3 separate regions of the Mus musculus genome follow, and all the other regions are linked to region 1. The links are chromatin contacts, called in public HiChIP or PLAC-seq maps. All regions are on one chromosome and are shown on one strand. Each heading gives the region's core, a stretch centred on a gene start, on an enhancer-like site or on the middle of the called end of the contact. The rest is flanking DNA. Distances are from core to core; before and after follow the strand shown.

Region 1 (4,638 bases), core at 1,619-4,118:
TGCCAGGTCCCTCCTACTTCACCCAGGAACCAGGTCGTCTAGACTTCCCTGCTTTTTCCCATTGCATATGTCTGAGAGGAAGGTTAGCCATGCGCCGCAGATGTCTGAGGTAGGACCAAGCCAGCTTGATTGCACTGTTTCTCTTCCCATTTCAATTTTCCACCTCGCGGTCACTGTCGTTTCTGGAAACACTGCCCGGTGTCTAAGAGTTGATGCAATCCTTGGTAAGGAAGAATGGCATCCAAGATGGTTAATATTGTTAACTAGGAGACCAACCTAAGGTTAATTGAAGTGAGAATGCCCACCCTAAAAGTGGGCAGCACCATTTCCGGGCTGGAAGTTTCAGACGGAATAAAAAGTTGGGGGTGGGGAGGTAAGAGCCCAAGCTTCACAAGCCAGGCAACCTGAGCACCACTCCCAGAAGACGTGTAAAAGCCAGAGAGGGCGGAGGGTCCGGAAGCTTGGGGCCCACTAGCCTTATGCAGCATAGCAGAAGCAAATCGTAGATGGAGATCTCTCCCCCCCCACCCCTTTCACTCACACACACACACACACACACACACACACACAGAGTAGTACCGAGTTGTCCTCTGACTGCTACATATGTGCCTACGCATACATACACATGCATGGTAGTAATAAAACTAGAATACTTTAAATGGGGAAAAAGCGAGCTGAGCCTCCGTCTCTCTCAGCTGCCTGATGCTCTCTCTACCAGTGGGATTTCCCTGCCATGGTGGACCAGACTCTTGAACTCTGAGCCAAAGATCAACTTTTCCTTCCTTAAGCTACTTTTATTAGGTATTCCATAGGCAGGATGAGCCTGTGACACCGAGGTAGAAACTGGCAAGGCATAGCCAAAATAGGGGCCACTGGAAAGAGGAGGGCCACTGGAAGGAGGGCCTTGAAGGATGTTGGGAAGGGACTAGAAGGAAAAGACAACTTGAGCAGGTGGTGAAGGAGGACCCTAGGGGACGGGGAGGAGTGAGTGGGGTACACTCATGTTGCAGGGCGCCTCCAGTTTAGAAAAGCTGGAAAAGCAGGTGTAGGTGGAGTCAGGACAGATCATACTGTATTTTCTCAAAATGACTTGGTTTTTATGATTTAAGAGTTATTTATATTGACTTTAGTAAAAGAAAGAGTCGAAGTCCACTGCATCCAAAGGCTTTCTTGTTCTTGAACGCCACCATTGGAATCCATCTTGTTTTCTTCATCCTGCAGAATAAATGTTCACACATTTTTCTTGTAGTTCTTTATGTATGGAAAATTGACGAGGGCTAACCACTTTTGGATTTGAGTATTTTTTTTTTAAAATCATTGTGGGTAAAGCAATGTATTTTGCTACCACTCATCAAAAAGAAAGTGTCTCTAAGCAGGAGCCCACATTGTACGTACACACACACACACACACACACACACACACTGATCAGATGATCTAAGGCACAGTGTGGCACACTCAGGATCAAGCAGTGACTGTCTTATAAAACTGAATGGCTGCCTGGCTTCCATGGATTCGCTTCTAACAGTTAGAATAGGCCTTAACGTTGGAGGTCTGCTAAGACAAGAATTGGAGTCTGAAAGGAGATGCACCGTACAGTCCTTTTGGTTTGTGTATGCCACATCAAGCCAGCTGCCTGGGGGACAAAACACAACAGGTCCGAGGCTCTTTTCAGTCACCTCAGCAGAAGTGTTGCTAACGAGAGAATTATCTGCAATTAACGTGGCAGGCCATTGGCTCCTTCTCAGTTACTTTTGGATTTTTGCTGTTATTCCTTCCCAGTTTTTTTTTTTAAGTAAATTTGATAAATATATATTAAAGGTTGAAACCTAACCTTTCCATGTATGTAAGTGTGTATTGTAAAATAATGCTCACAATCAGGCTAATTAATGTTTCCCCCTCCCGTGTGTGTGTGTGTGTGTGTGTGTGTGTGTGTGTGTGTGTGTGTGTGTGTGTAAAGCTTAAGGCCTACACACACTTAACAGACTTAAGTTTATAGATGTTATTAGCTGTACTCACCTTTTTGCATGTGAGATCTTAAATCTCTCATCATAATTCCAAGTTTGCATCCTGCAACTGTTTTCTCCCACCTGCTCTGGTGTCCTTTCCAAACAGTCGCTGCCCTGGTCCTCGCTTCTGGACTTTTCAGCCACGGTGTCCTAAATCTTTAGTGGGTTTTTATTTGATCTGATAATCTCCATTTTATTTTGTTCCGAATAGAAATTTGTTCTTAAAAGGAAACAGATTAGTGTTTCAACTGTGGATAGGAGTGGGTGCTGTGTATCTTTTGGGAGGTGCAGCTCCTACGGTTTGTGCTTATTTCTGTTTCTTGCAAAGGAAAACCCATGCTAAGATTTTTCGTCCCACATCACAGAATTGCTGGAGTTGACAGGACTTTTCCGTGACCCAGTGTAGAGCTCCCCAAAGGGCTTGGTAGGACCACCTGCAGTAGACATTGGGATGCCCCTTTTGATTTTATGTGACTCTTTTCATGGTCAAAAATTGGGGGGAGTGCAACTCACGGTGTTTCTTTGTAGTACTAGAGAGTTCTCTACTTTACGAAACTGATACTTTAAAAAGTGATGGTACCCTAGTTATTAGCATAGTCTAAGGGATACCAGTTTGGAAGAAAACAAATACCTAAAATAGCGTGTCTTAAGTAATTTGTCACTCTGTGGTGGCGGTGAGATCAGTTTAGTGCCTGGGACTCTCTCTCTTTCCGAGAAATAATGGAGTCGGCAGCAGCAGATGTTGAGAGCTCGCTCACCGTAGGGCAGGGTTTTGTGCACCTTGAGTTTCAGTTATGTCTGTGTGCTTGTGTGAAGTCAGTCAGAACGAAACATCTATTTCTTACTCCAGAAGACAGCCAAAAGTTTCTGGAGAACACCAGTCTAATTCACTTCCTCTTTACATGGAAAAACACTTGAGTCTCCTGTGGGGGTTATGATCACTTGCAGAGGTCGACCAGAGAATCTGAGGCTTTTATCTTCTCTCTCCCCCTTCATTCAGCACACTGGCTAAGTACACTTAACACCTTGTTAAACGACATCAGTGCTGGTGCAAACAACCCAGAGGCCATCCGTAGGTGGTCAGGCAGAATGTGCACGGGGAAGCACTAGTCAGCCTTAAAAAGGACGTGCCGCAACGTGGATGAGCCGTGGAGACACTGTGCTAAACAGCCTAAGGAAGCCCGTCACAGAAATCTCCTCTGTAATTTTCTGTTTGGGATGATGCTCTGGAGACAGATAGGGGTAGAGTTGATTACACAATAGGAATGTCCCAACCGTCACCTAGCTGCACTTAAAAAAAAAAAAGTTCAGATGGCAGCTTCATGTTATGTATGTTTTAGCACCCTCCCTGGAAAAGGCACAAAGATTTTGTTTTGCGTTTTAGCACCCATCCCTTCCTTTGGTTCCACCCCTTTAGGGGTGCAGGTCCAGACAAGAGGATGCAAACAAGACAGGTTCCTTCCTCCTAGGGACCCCCAGAGCGCAGCATCCAGGGGCAGCCTTAAGGCTGGAATTCTCTGCCCACATCTCCACAGCTTGTCAGGCTGAGCCATGGTCTCATCTGCACTAGCGGTCATGATTGCAACCGTTTGTGTAGCGGTTCTCTTAGTTTCTCCATCCTTTGGGTGATGTTTTGCCCTAACCAGTAGACAAATGGCCGTAATCTCCGTTTATTCTTCCTTTTATAAGCTCTGCAGGCACTCTTGCAAATAGCAGCTGAGATGGCAGGTTCCTGGGCCTGAGTCACTTAGAGTGATTTCTCTGCAGATCCATCTCTGCTTTTGCCCTACTTTGAGATTGAGAATCAAAATAACTGGATGAACAGAAGTAGGCAGGGGCAACAGGCTCCTGGAAGTTGGATGTGTGTCTTTTCTCTGAGCCGAGTAACATGTTTGAGACTTTAATACAAAGCAGTTTCTGTGTGCATAAAGTTACCACAGCTTGGAGTCACCTGCCGGCCTTGAGGATTTTGGATACTTTCTTACTGCAAGCACTTCTTTGCTTTTGACCCCCCTCCCCCTCTACCAACCAGGTCTGTGTTTCCAGCAACCCTGCCAGAACCTCCGTAGCCCCCAGATCTTCCTCAATACAAAGCGCCCCCTTTGGCTCTGCCAGTGGTTACTGGGAGCTAAGGAGCTTCAGACATCATTTGTTACATTGAGACTGCCGTGATAATGACTTTGGAACTCCTAGCTTGCCTGTGGGGGTCTTGGGTCGACTCTCGTCTTTCCTACGTTAGCTCTGCTGGCATTCAGAACTGGAGATTCTTTAGACATTTAGAAGCATACATAATCTCCACCCGTGAGATACCAGTTACACTCTCCAAGATCAAAAAGAGGAGTGGGTGGTGGCTGGTGTGCCCAGGATGCCAGAGTAACACTGGTGGAGGACCACCTGGCAAACCCCACAGTTCTTCTGAGGTGTGTATATTGAGCACCCTATTAGGTTTTCTATTTAGGAAAAAAAAAGGAAAGGCCCTGGGGTTTTATCCTCAGTTTAATTTGTTTAATCCCCATTACATTAATACAGAACTCAGCTCTTTAGAGGGCATATGAAGTCTGGTTAGCTGGGGAAGTCTGCCTCCCACCAACAGTTCCTTTACCAGTGCTGAGCCTGCTCTGTGTATGGCGA
Region 2 (5,061 bases), core at 74-2,573, 520 kb before region 1:
TAAAATTCGTGTTCTGGCTGCTCTGTAGCCATTGCCTCTTCCTTTACTGTCTTGTTAGTCCTACAGTTAGGTGAATTCAAAGCTCGTCTCTGACTCATGTTCTATACGTTTGCTTCTAAGAATCGCAAAAACCATGTTTCCAATTACCTTTTATGTTCAGCAGTTGGAACATTGTACTTGAATAAAATTATATAATGAGTCAATGCTAAAATTTCTTAGTCAACTTTTTTTTCTATGAAATTCTGGTTTGTTTATGTTGAAAGTCCTTTTTAAAGTTTTTTTTTTGATATTAAATTATTTGTAGGCATGTGCGTTTGTGTGAGGGTTTGTGCATGTAAGTGTAGTTGCCTATGGAGGCCAAAAGAGGGCATTAGATTCCCTGGAACAGGAGTTAGAGTTGTGAAATCGTCTCACCATGCTTTCTAGTATGTTTCCTGTAATGTCTGTCTCCATGTGTGACCTGGCCATGTGTGACCTGGCCATGTGTGACCTGGCCATGTGTGACCTGGCCATGTGTGACCTGGCCATGTGTGACCTGGCCATGTGTGACCTGGCCATTGTGGCTTTCCTTGTCTGATTTGCTTGTGGCTTTGCCTTCTGTTTCTTTGTTGAGCTATACCAACTGATACTTCCTGTCCTTTCGTTACTTTGCTGTATTCTTGCTTTATAATATCTCCTCTATGCCATTTATGTGTGTTTTCAATCTCATTGTAGAGATGCAATTGCTTTATCGGGGAAACAATAATTTTGGAGACTTTATTACTAGGCAGAATATGGTGTCACTCACCCATAATATCAGCTTTTGAGAGATGAGCAACACAGGAGGCTCAAGAGTTCGAGGCCTGACTCAGCCAGATAAGTTCTAGCCCCGCCTGAACCACATGAAACCCTGTTTCAAAACAAAAAAATGAGGAAAGAGGAAAGAAAGCGAGAGAGTGAGTGAGCGAGAGAGAGAGGAGAGAGAGAGCGAGAGCGAGCGAGAGAGAGAGCGCTTTCAGTATTTGAAACTCAGAACTTTCACCTTAGATTTGTAGCCATGCTTAGTGAGCTTGTGTATGGAAGGCACTGACTGAGGCTATAAGCAAGATACTGCTGCATTCAGAAGTTTAGTCAACTCTTTTTCTTGACTTCCCCCACGTAGTGATCAGAACAAGCATCATGTTTCCTCTTTAACACTAATGGAACCTATTGCAAACTTCATAGTGTTGTCTTTTTATGTTCAAAAAAAATCTTTTGTGAGTCGACTGAGAACAGTTAGAACTCTTTAACCTGGCCCTCCAACATCTGGCTTCCTTTCTAACATCTGGTTCCTTCTCAGGCTTGTCTTGAACGCCTGTCTCCCTTGGCTTGACGTTTGTGCTGTCGACTGTGTGATGTGCGCTCTCACTGCATTGCTTTCCTGGCCTAGCACGGCCTTGCCCTGCTGTCCAGATTTGAACTCTCTTCTCTAGTACTGCTAGTCGACCCTGCTTATTCCTGCATTGAACAGATGAGTCTCGTTTCTTTAAACTTGGATAGGATTTATTGTTATCCATTAATCAGTTTTGTGCCGAACAAAAATGCAGTGTTTATGATTATCCCCATAACATACTTCAAGCTCCTTGAGTTTATGGACAAATCTCCCACCGTCTTTGCTCACTAGCAAGTTGCCTTCTGCACTGTGGTTAATAAATGATTGCTGGTCCATTTGTCACTAATTTGAATCACCCAGTGACAGTAAAAATGCTCATTTATAGCTTTCTTCGTGGCTTATTTCTCACAAACTAGGAGGGAGTTCTGTAAACTTAAGAGCAGACCCTGATGGCCACATGTGGCTTTCTGTCTTCTCTTCTTGCATGTAATTTTCATGAATTAATCTCTTGACTGCCTCTCTGCTTTACTGGGGCTGGGTGAGTTAGTTTATGGTTTAGCCTCAGCTATCATCAGGGAGTGGACATCTTTCCTTGCATGTATATATGTTTATTTCACCCCGTTTGGGCCTGTCTCCATCTTATCGTGAGCACTGGTATTTCTACATTCCCACCACCTGAGCACTGGCAAAGAGCTCTGACAAACCTACTCTGCTTCCCAGGTTTTAAACAGAAAGTGCCCATGCCAACGGCCAGAGCCTTAACCAGGCTCCTGAGTGCAGAGCTGGATTGCTACAGAGCAGTCAACAGCGGAAACACTGAGCCACCTTGTGCCCTCCGGCAGTGTATGGAGACATCAAGTTATAAGGAATATCTCTCATGTAAGAACCTTCTTCTTCATATTACTTGGAGGAAGTTCAAAGTACTTAGTCCCTCTTTTGAGAGGTATTAAAGATTGGTTGAAAATAAGAACATCATGACTTATTAAATAATACGTGATCAATGTCTGAGTGTTGGTAGGAGGTTGGAGTGTAGGAATGCAATTTTAAAAGGGGTGATGTATATACTTGGCAAAAAAAATATATATATGGCTCATGTCACAGCTGTAATAGATGGAAAGGTTGTCTTGAGCTGGGGTAAACGAGCCAACAGACTCTTCTGTTTTCCTGGGTGAGGAGTCTTTCAGCATCGATGGACCTAAAGGACAGACCTTGTGTTCTTCAGATCATTTGCAACTCTTGAAGTCTTATCCCTCGCTGTGTTCTTTGGCTGCCCCCATGCCCTTGAGCAAACAATGTTATGTATAATTTTCTTGAACCATCTCTGTCTGGTACAGTTATTTTCCTGCCTTTACTTTGTATATTGGAGTGTGACTTGAGTATAGTCATGTGACCTTCATAAGATCAGAGTTCTTATAGTCGGTGTCTACTCTGGTGAGTGTGGTTGTTCATCTTTAACTATTTGTTTGCTTCTGTATAGGAAAATATAAAAAGACTTGAAGTCATTTCTCATTATTCATAGCCATACATAGGCAGAGGTCACTAGCTAGATTTGTGTGTTCTGCCCAAACAGGTAGATTCGTGAAATACCATGCCATACCACATATATATACATGTGTGTGTATATAGATATATACATATATGTGTATGTATATATGTATATATATATATATTATTATTATTATATATTAATCAGAATTGAAAAATATAAAATCTATGTACATAAATAGTTTTATGCTAGTCATTTTTACCGCTACTTGAGGCCCCACTGACGTAAATCATTTCCTTCTGCTTGAGGTACAGTCATTCTGCCAGTATGAAGTTTAGAACTAGTGACACACACAGGAATTAAATAAAGTTCAGGAACTGGATGAGTAAATGCGCAGAGAAGAGCGATGGCCCCATCACACAGGGTCGTAATAGAGTCTCTTATTAGATTTCTTTACTTCACTAACTCACTTCCTAGCATCAAAGATATACGATTTGATAGGAATGAGAGCTTAATCTCTTTCACATTTAGGAGCTTCGGATTCTGTATATATTTTTCTTCATGCTAAAAAACCACCGTGATACAAGCACTACCCATCCTTTAAGGCCCAGTGAGTAAGGTATTTCCTGTCTTGAACGCTGGTTTTACCCTCTACTCTGCCCAGATGTTTCCCGTCCCCTCCCAAGGAAATTGTCTCGACGGTCTGCTTTAACCTACTGATCCTCCATGAACATCTTCATCTTTGTGCGTTTACCCAGTTATTTGTGTACTCGCATTCTTTCCAGCATTAGAATGTGTGCTTAGCATGGACAGGCATGGTAGGATATTTATCACCACGCTCCACACGGCTCGCTGCTCAGTTTTTACTACCATTGGTTGCATTTGAAATGAACGGCATCTGCAGAGAACGGCGGCTTTATTATACTTTGTTGTCGTGTGCTTGCTCGCTTTACTCTGTAAGTGGGACTCTGGTGCCATGGCTGGGTCCTAGAGCTCAGTCAAGGCCCTAGCCAGGGGTCAAATGACTTGGGTTCTAGTCCAAGCTCTCCCTCTGGCCTGTCTTCCCTCACGTCACCTAGCCTTTTCAGTAGGACTCTCTTCATTTCCGCAGGAAGGGGTCCTGCCATGCTTCATCTAGGTTTTTTAAGTCAGAGCTGCTCTGCTGGGGTTATTTGTCATGGAGCCTGGCATGGCAGGCTTTTATTCTCTCCGCATACTGAAGATATTCATAAGCCTCCAAAGTATGAATACAGATGTGCTCTGTCGCTGTAACAAAGACTGGTCTCAAGGCGAAATGGTTGAGTGTGACAGCTGTCCAGTCCTGGACTCGGTTTTGAGATGTCACTGCAGCAAGTGTGATGGCCACTGTCCCCAGCTCCTCAGCTACATATGTGGCTGAATAGACTGTTCCTGTGGTACAAGCACAAGGACCATTCTTCTTCTAATTCGACTGTCACATAAGAGACTGCTACCATGGTTTCTTTCTGTGACCAAATGCTGCTAATCTGTTCAGTCATCCTTGGTGTTATTAATAGCCACACATCATGAATGTATTCATGCCACTTTTCTTTGTAGCAAAAGGAATCAATTTCTTGGGTTTTTTTTTCCCCTTCATGGAACTTTGGGGTTGGAATTTTAATCATATAGTATGTTGTATTGATCAAATAAACGGTGGATTTGCTAAAGGAACTTTATATTTTTATGAGATACTTAAAATAAAATTATTTTACTTCTTTTTTTTTCCTTCTCAAGATAAAGTTTTCTTCTGCAGCTCAAATTGGCCTGTCACATGCTATGTAGGCCAAGCTGGTCTTGAACTCAAGGCCGTTCTCCTTCTGCCTCAAAATTATATTTAAATGTTATGGAAAAATCAGTTCATAATTAAGAAGCATATCAAAATTGTTAAACTAAATCAGTTTGAAGTTTTCTAGAACTTTTTTTTGTCTATAACCTAGAAGCCTATGTGTTTGCTCCTTAAATTCCGACATCTTGTCTACCTTCCTCTTACCCAGCCATTCTCTTTAACCAAAGCACCTTGAATAAATATACCCTTACTTTTTGTGAGCTATAGAGACAGGTATCAGCACAGGGACTTATTGGCAGCGCTTATCTCAGCCTACTAAATCACTTGTATTTATTTTAATATGATCCCTTCATGATTGATATTCATATTAAAATTAGAAAATCACAAGTCTACCTTTCTGGTTAAATGTAGGCAAATGAG
Region 3 (4,974 bases), core at 174-2,673, 650 kb before region 1:
ATGGCCATCCTACCCAAAGAAATCTACAGATTCAACACACTCACCATAGAAATTCCAACACAATGATTAATAAAACTTTTTTAAAAACTTCAACTTTATAGAAAACAAAAACTCAAGATAGTCAAAACAACTGTGAATAATTCCTGAATAATACAAGTTGCTAAAGGTATCCCCATCCCAGATTTCAAGGTGCATTAAAGAGCTATTATAATAAAAACAGCATGATATTGGCATAAAACAGACACCACTGATCAATGGAACAGGAGCAAGGAGCCAGACATAATTCTACACACTTATGGACACTTGATTTCTAACAAAGAAGCCAAAGATAAACACTGGGGGGAAAAAAAAGACAGTATCTTCAACAAATGGTACTGGTCAAAGTGGATAGGTGTATGTAGAAGGACAAAAATAGATCCATATCTATTATACATCACCAAACTCAAGTTCAGATAAGTAAAGGACCTCAATGTAAGACCAGATACCCTGTATCTGATAGATGAGAACACGGGGAATAGGCCTGAGCTCATTGCCACAGGAAAGAATTTTCTGGAAAGGACATTGAGAGCACAGACATTAAAACCAACAATTAATAAACAGGACCCCACGATGCTATAAATCCTCTGCACCACAAAGGACATCACCATTTGAATAACGCAGCAACCAACCCAGTGGAAAAATGTTTTACTAGTTGTACAACTGAGAGAGGGCTATTAACTAGAATATATAAAGAACTGGGGGAAAAAAACAACAACTCCAGAACATCAAGAAAACAACTATACTGGCTGGTTTTGTGTGCCAACTTGACACAGGCTGGGGTTATCACAGAGAAAGGAACTTCCATTGGGGAAATGCCTCCATGAGATCCAGCTGTGGAGCATTTTCTCAGTTGGTGATCAAGGGGGGAGGGCCTATTATGGGTGGTGCCATCCCTGGGCTGGTTAGTCTTGGGTTCTGTAAGAAAGCAAGCTGAGCAAGGCAGAGAAAGCAAGCCAGTAAGTAAGCAACCATACCTTCATGGTCTCTGCACTAGCTCCTGCTTCCTGACCTGCTTGAGTTCCAGCCCTGACTTCCTTTTGATGAACAGCAACATGGAAGTGTAAGATGAATAAACCCTTGCTCCCCAACTTGCTCCTTGGTCATGATGTTTGTGCAGGAATAGAAACCCTGGCTAAGACATCAACCCAATTAAAAGATGTGATATAGAACTAAATAGAATTCTTAAAAGATGAGACATCAAATGGCTGAGAAGTACTTTTAAAATGTTCGACATCCTTAGTCATCAAGGAAATGCAAATTAAAACTACTTTGAGATTCCATCTCACCTCATCAGAATAGTTCAGATCAGTATAACAAGTGACAGCAAGTGCTGGAAAGAATGAAGTCATCACATAGTCACTGTTAGGGATCACAAAAACTTGCACATCTACTACGGAAACCAGAGTAGCACTTCCTCAACAAGCTGAAAATAGATCTACCACGAGAGAGGTCCAGCTATATGACTCTTGGATATATACCCAAAGGACTCTACCTCTTATTACAGAGATACTTGCTTATCCACACTCATTGCTGCCCTATTCATCATGGCCAGAAACGGGAAACAACCTAGAACAAAAATGTGATACATTTATACATTGGAATATCGCTCAGCTATGGAGAAAAATGAAACGATAAAGTTGGCAGGTAAATGGATGGAGCTCAGAACAATCATCCTGGATGAGATAACCCAGTCCCAAAGACAAGTATTGCATGCTTTCTCTTTGAGGTGGATTTTAGCTTTTTGCCACTCACTCTGGTCGAGTCAGCTTGATAGGCTGTGAAGCCTAAAAGCCACTCACGAGGCAGAGAGTTTCATGGAAGCTCACCTTCTGGAGTTCTGGCGTTCTCATTAACCCATATACTCATACCCTAATACCACGTTAGTCTAGTGTATGGATCCAGTGCTCTCTTTTAGTATTATCTTATTATAAGTGCCTTTTAAGATTGAATTCTGACATAGCTAAGCCTTCACCAGTGTTCCAATGTCCTAGAAAGTCCTTGAGCTGACCATGGGCTTAGAATTCAGGAAGAATGTTGCCTGTTCAGTGACATTCAGAATTGCCTCTGCTATTACACTATCACTTAGAATAAAAGCCAAGTCGCTCCCATATACAGGAATTTACAATGGTTTAGGAAGTAGATGGGGCTGTGGTTTTAGAGTAATGCATTATTCATGAGATGGTTAGCTAGAGCGGAACTCCCTAATTAGAACCATGACTTGGGAGTGAAAGCCCTTGCCCTAGGAGTGTAAAGACCTCACACCTGGCTCCTAAGACTATAGCTGACCTTAGATAGGGCTGACTTTGTCTCAGTTATTTTATTGCCCAGTTCCTGCCAGTCTTTGTGTTTACATTCCTCTGTTTTGTGTAAGAGTCATTAAGCATCAGGTAACCTCATCTGTACCTTGCCAATGTGTCACCTAACTTCCCTATTTTCTTCTGTATAAAAAGTTTGATGCTCAATTTGACAAATTACATTCAGATTCTACACAACCTCTCCTGTGTACATCTGTCTGTCATTTCATCTAACGCTTTGCCCACCTGCGACTAGAGACCCGTTCCATGCAGACAAAGGGGCCCAGAGGGTCTGTGGCAGCTTTTAAGCTTTAGATGCATGTATTTCAGTCTGAATAATTGCAGAGGTTAGGGAGTTTGGAAGGGACCGGGGAGGAGGATGGAGAAAGGAAGGGAATGAGAGTATAAGATAAAGATAAAGATAAGCTAGAGTAAGGAGGAGCAAGGGGGAAGGAGGTGGGAGAGTGGGGCATCGGGGGTGAGATAAGGAGGGACAACTAATATTGGAGGCCTTTTGGAAAGCCATAGGGTAACATACTCTGTATAAGCTTTTACATATATATATGGAATATATATACATATATATGGAATATATAGAAATGAAAGGGATATATATATATGAAATGGATATATATATAGGATATGTATATATATGTATATATATAAATGAAAGGTGTATATATATATATGTATATATATATGTATATATGTATATATATATGAAAGGGATTTAAATGCAGTCACCATATAATAAGGGAGACATCCTATACCACCAAGTAAAAACTTCCAGGGAATGGGTTGCATCTTATTGAGCTGTGGCTAAAGGGGTCTCCTAGACCCTCCCAAACTCATAGGTTACTATTGTCACAGCTACTGGCTACTCTCAATCACCTAACGGTGAGGTCATACCGATTATTTAAGCCATTAACATGGAGCCATTAAATCTAGCTGGTGCCCAACTAGAAGTTTCACCCCTATTGACTAATGTTCATGTACTAAAAGGTGCTTTTCACACTACATAAGGAGGAAAGTAACTCTCAGTGTCCCCCAGCTATAAACTCTCAACAGAGACGTGTCTACAGGATATACTTGTGTAATAATGGTACAAATGCTATGGAAGTAACCAACCAGGCTGATGGTAATTGTTTGTTTTGTTTTGTTTTAAATCTAAGGCACACTCCTTGAGATGGAACACACACATGCCAAAGTGACCAGGAACCTAAGACTAGAACCATGGTCCTAGGGGGGAAAATCTACTACTATTATTCTGCTAAAGAAACAAAGCTATACAGTACCTCCTAAAGACACGTTGCTGTATCCACAGATCAGTGCCTCACTCATTCCTCATCAGAGATGCTTCTTGCAGAAGATGGGAATGAAGTCAGAGACACACAATTGGACAATGTACAGGGACTGAGAGACGTTGAAGCACTCAGTTCTAAAGGGAATGTCTTTGGCAAACCCTTCCAAGATTCCAGGATCTATGCTGAAGAGAAAGTAGAAGGAGTCTAAGAACCAGAGTGGTGGATGACTCTAAGGAAACAGCGTCTTTCAGACACAACATGACGGATACACATAAGAACTCACAGAGACTGTCACAACATGCACAAGACACGCACAGGTTTAAATCAGACAGAATCCCAGAACTGGGCAGGATAAATGGACACAAAGTCCCACCTATAACTAAGAATCTGTTTGTGATTGATACCTGCAGACAAAGGAGGAAAACCTGTTTTCTCCAATGGAGTGTGGTTGGCCCAGGGAGTGGCACTATTAGGAGGTATGGCCTTGTTGGAGGAAGCGTGTCACATTAGGGGTGGGCTTTGAGACCCTCCTCCTAGCTGCCTGGAAGCCAGTCTTCTCAGCTTCTTTTCTGCCCAAGCTTAGCTGTCCTGGAACTTGCTCTGTAGACTGACCTTGAACTCAGAGATCTGCATGGCCGTGTCTCCTGAATGCTGGGATTAAGGGCCTGTACCGCCATGACTAGGCTTAAACTTTTCTTCACCTAGAACTTGCTCTGTCCCAGGCAGATCTTCAGACAAGATCATAAAACAGTCTCTAGGCCGAATTCTTCTCCTCTAAAACCTTTTGACCTTGCTCCCAGAGTCTCTGGGTATATCAATCACACTCTACGGCAGGAGCCATGCCCAGGCAGGTCAACACAAAACACACTCCATGGGTTGTTGTTTTTTTGTTTTCTTTTCTTTTGTTTTGAGACAGGGTTTCTCTGTATAGCCCTGGCTGTCCTGGAACTCACTCTGTAGACCAGGTTGGCCTCGAACTCAGAAATCTGCCTGCCTCTGCCTCCCAAGTGCTAGGATTAAAGGCATGTGCCACCACTGCCTGGCTGTTTTTTTTCTTTTCTTTCTTTTTTTTTTTTTAAACTTTTTATTAGGTATTTTCCTCATTTATATTTCCAATGCTATCCCAAAAGTCCCCATACCCACCTCCCCACTCCCCTACCCACCCACTCCCCCTTTTTGGCCCTGGCATTCCCCTGTACTGGGGCATATAAAGTTTGCAAGTCCAATGGGCCTCTCTTTCCAGTGATGGCCAACCAGGCCATCTTTTGATACATATGCAGCTAGAGACAAGAGCTCCGGGGTACTGGTTAGTTCATAATGTTGTTCCACCTATAGGG

What was found. HiChIP or PLAC-seq counts read pairs in DNA pulled down with a chosen protein or histone mark.
Region 2: a contact with region 1 is called in an H3K27ac HiChIP or PLAC-seq map of large pre-B cells, with 4 times the contacts expected there. The contact joins two enhancer-like sites. A contact is called at or near these places in 6 of 39 promoter capture datasets (the C10 cell line, cranial neural crest, frontonasal cranial neural crest and 3 more), 3 of 15 datasets of contacts at CTCF or cohesin (CD8 T cells, the NIH/3T3 cell line and pro-B cells), 4 of 484 Hi-C or Micro-C datasets (bone marrow-derived macrophages, embryonic fibroblasts, embryonic stem cells and 1 more), 3 of 115 datasets of contacts at active chromatin or transcription factors (embryonic basal ganglia, large pre-B cells and stem cell-derived neural progenitor cells) and 1 of 9 other capture datasets (embryonic stem cells).
Region 3: an H3K27ac HiChIP or PLAC-seq map of microglia shows a contact between it and region 1, with 4 times the contacts expected there. The contact joins two enhancer-like sites.

Annotation. Positions count from the first base shown.
Region 1 is chr12:99,324,516-99,329,153 of GRCm38.p6, reverse strand. All of the region lies in intron 3 of Foxn3 (forkhead box N3), which reads left to right. Gm46371 (a long non-coding RNA gene) reads left to right here. Exons shown (of 2, transcript XR_001780668.2): 1 at 1-4,638. Among named protein-coding and RNA genes, the nearest start is that of Gm46371, 3.8 kb to the left of the region's middle. Within about 2 kb of position 2,868, at least 40 of the 459 cell types and tissues checked have an H3K27ac peak or open chromatin away from gene starts, as enhancers often do. A contact at or near this core is called in microglia and pro-B cells, where this site is marked.
Region 2 is chr12:99,845,518-99,850,578 of GRCm38.p6, reverse strand. All of the region lies in intron 5 of Efcab11 (EF-hand calcium binding domain 11), which reads left to right. Among named protein-coding and RNA genes, the nearest start is that of Efcab11, 35 kb to the left of the region's middle. Within about 2 kb of position 1,323, at least 8 of the 459 cell types and tissues checked have an H3K27ac peak or open chromatin away from gene starts, as enhancers often do. A contact at or near this core is called in pro-B cells, where this site is marked.
Region 3 is chr12:99,976,175-99,981,148 of GRCm38.p6, reverse strand. All of the region lies in intron 2 of Kcnk13 (potassium channel, subfamily K, member 13), which reads right to left. Among named protein-coding and RNA genes, the nearest start is that of Kcnk13, 14 kb to the right of the region's middle. Within about 2 kb of position 1,423, at least 14 of the 459 cell types and tissues checked have an H3K27ac peak or open chromatin away from gene starts, as enhancers often do. A contact at or near this core is called in microglia, where this site is marked.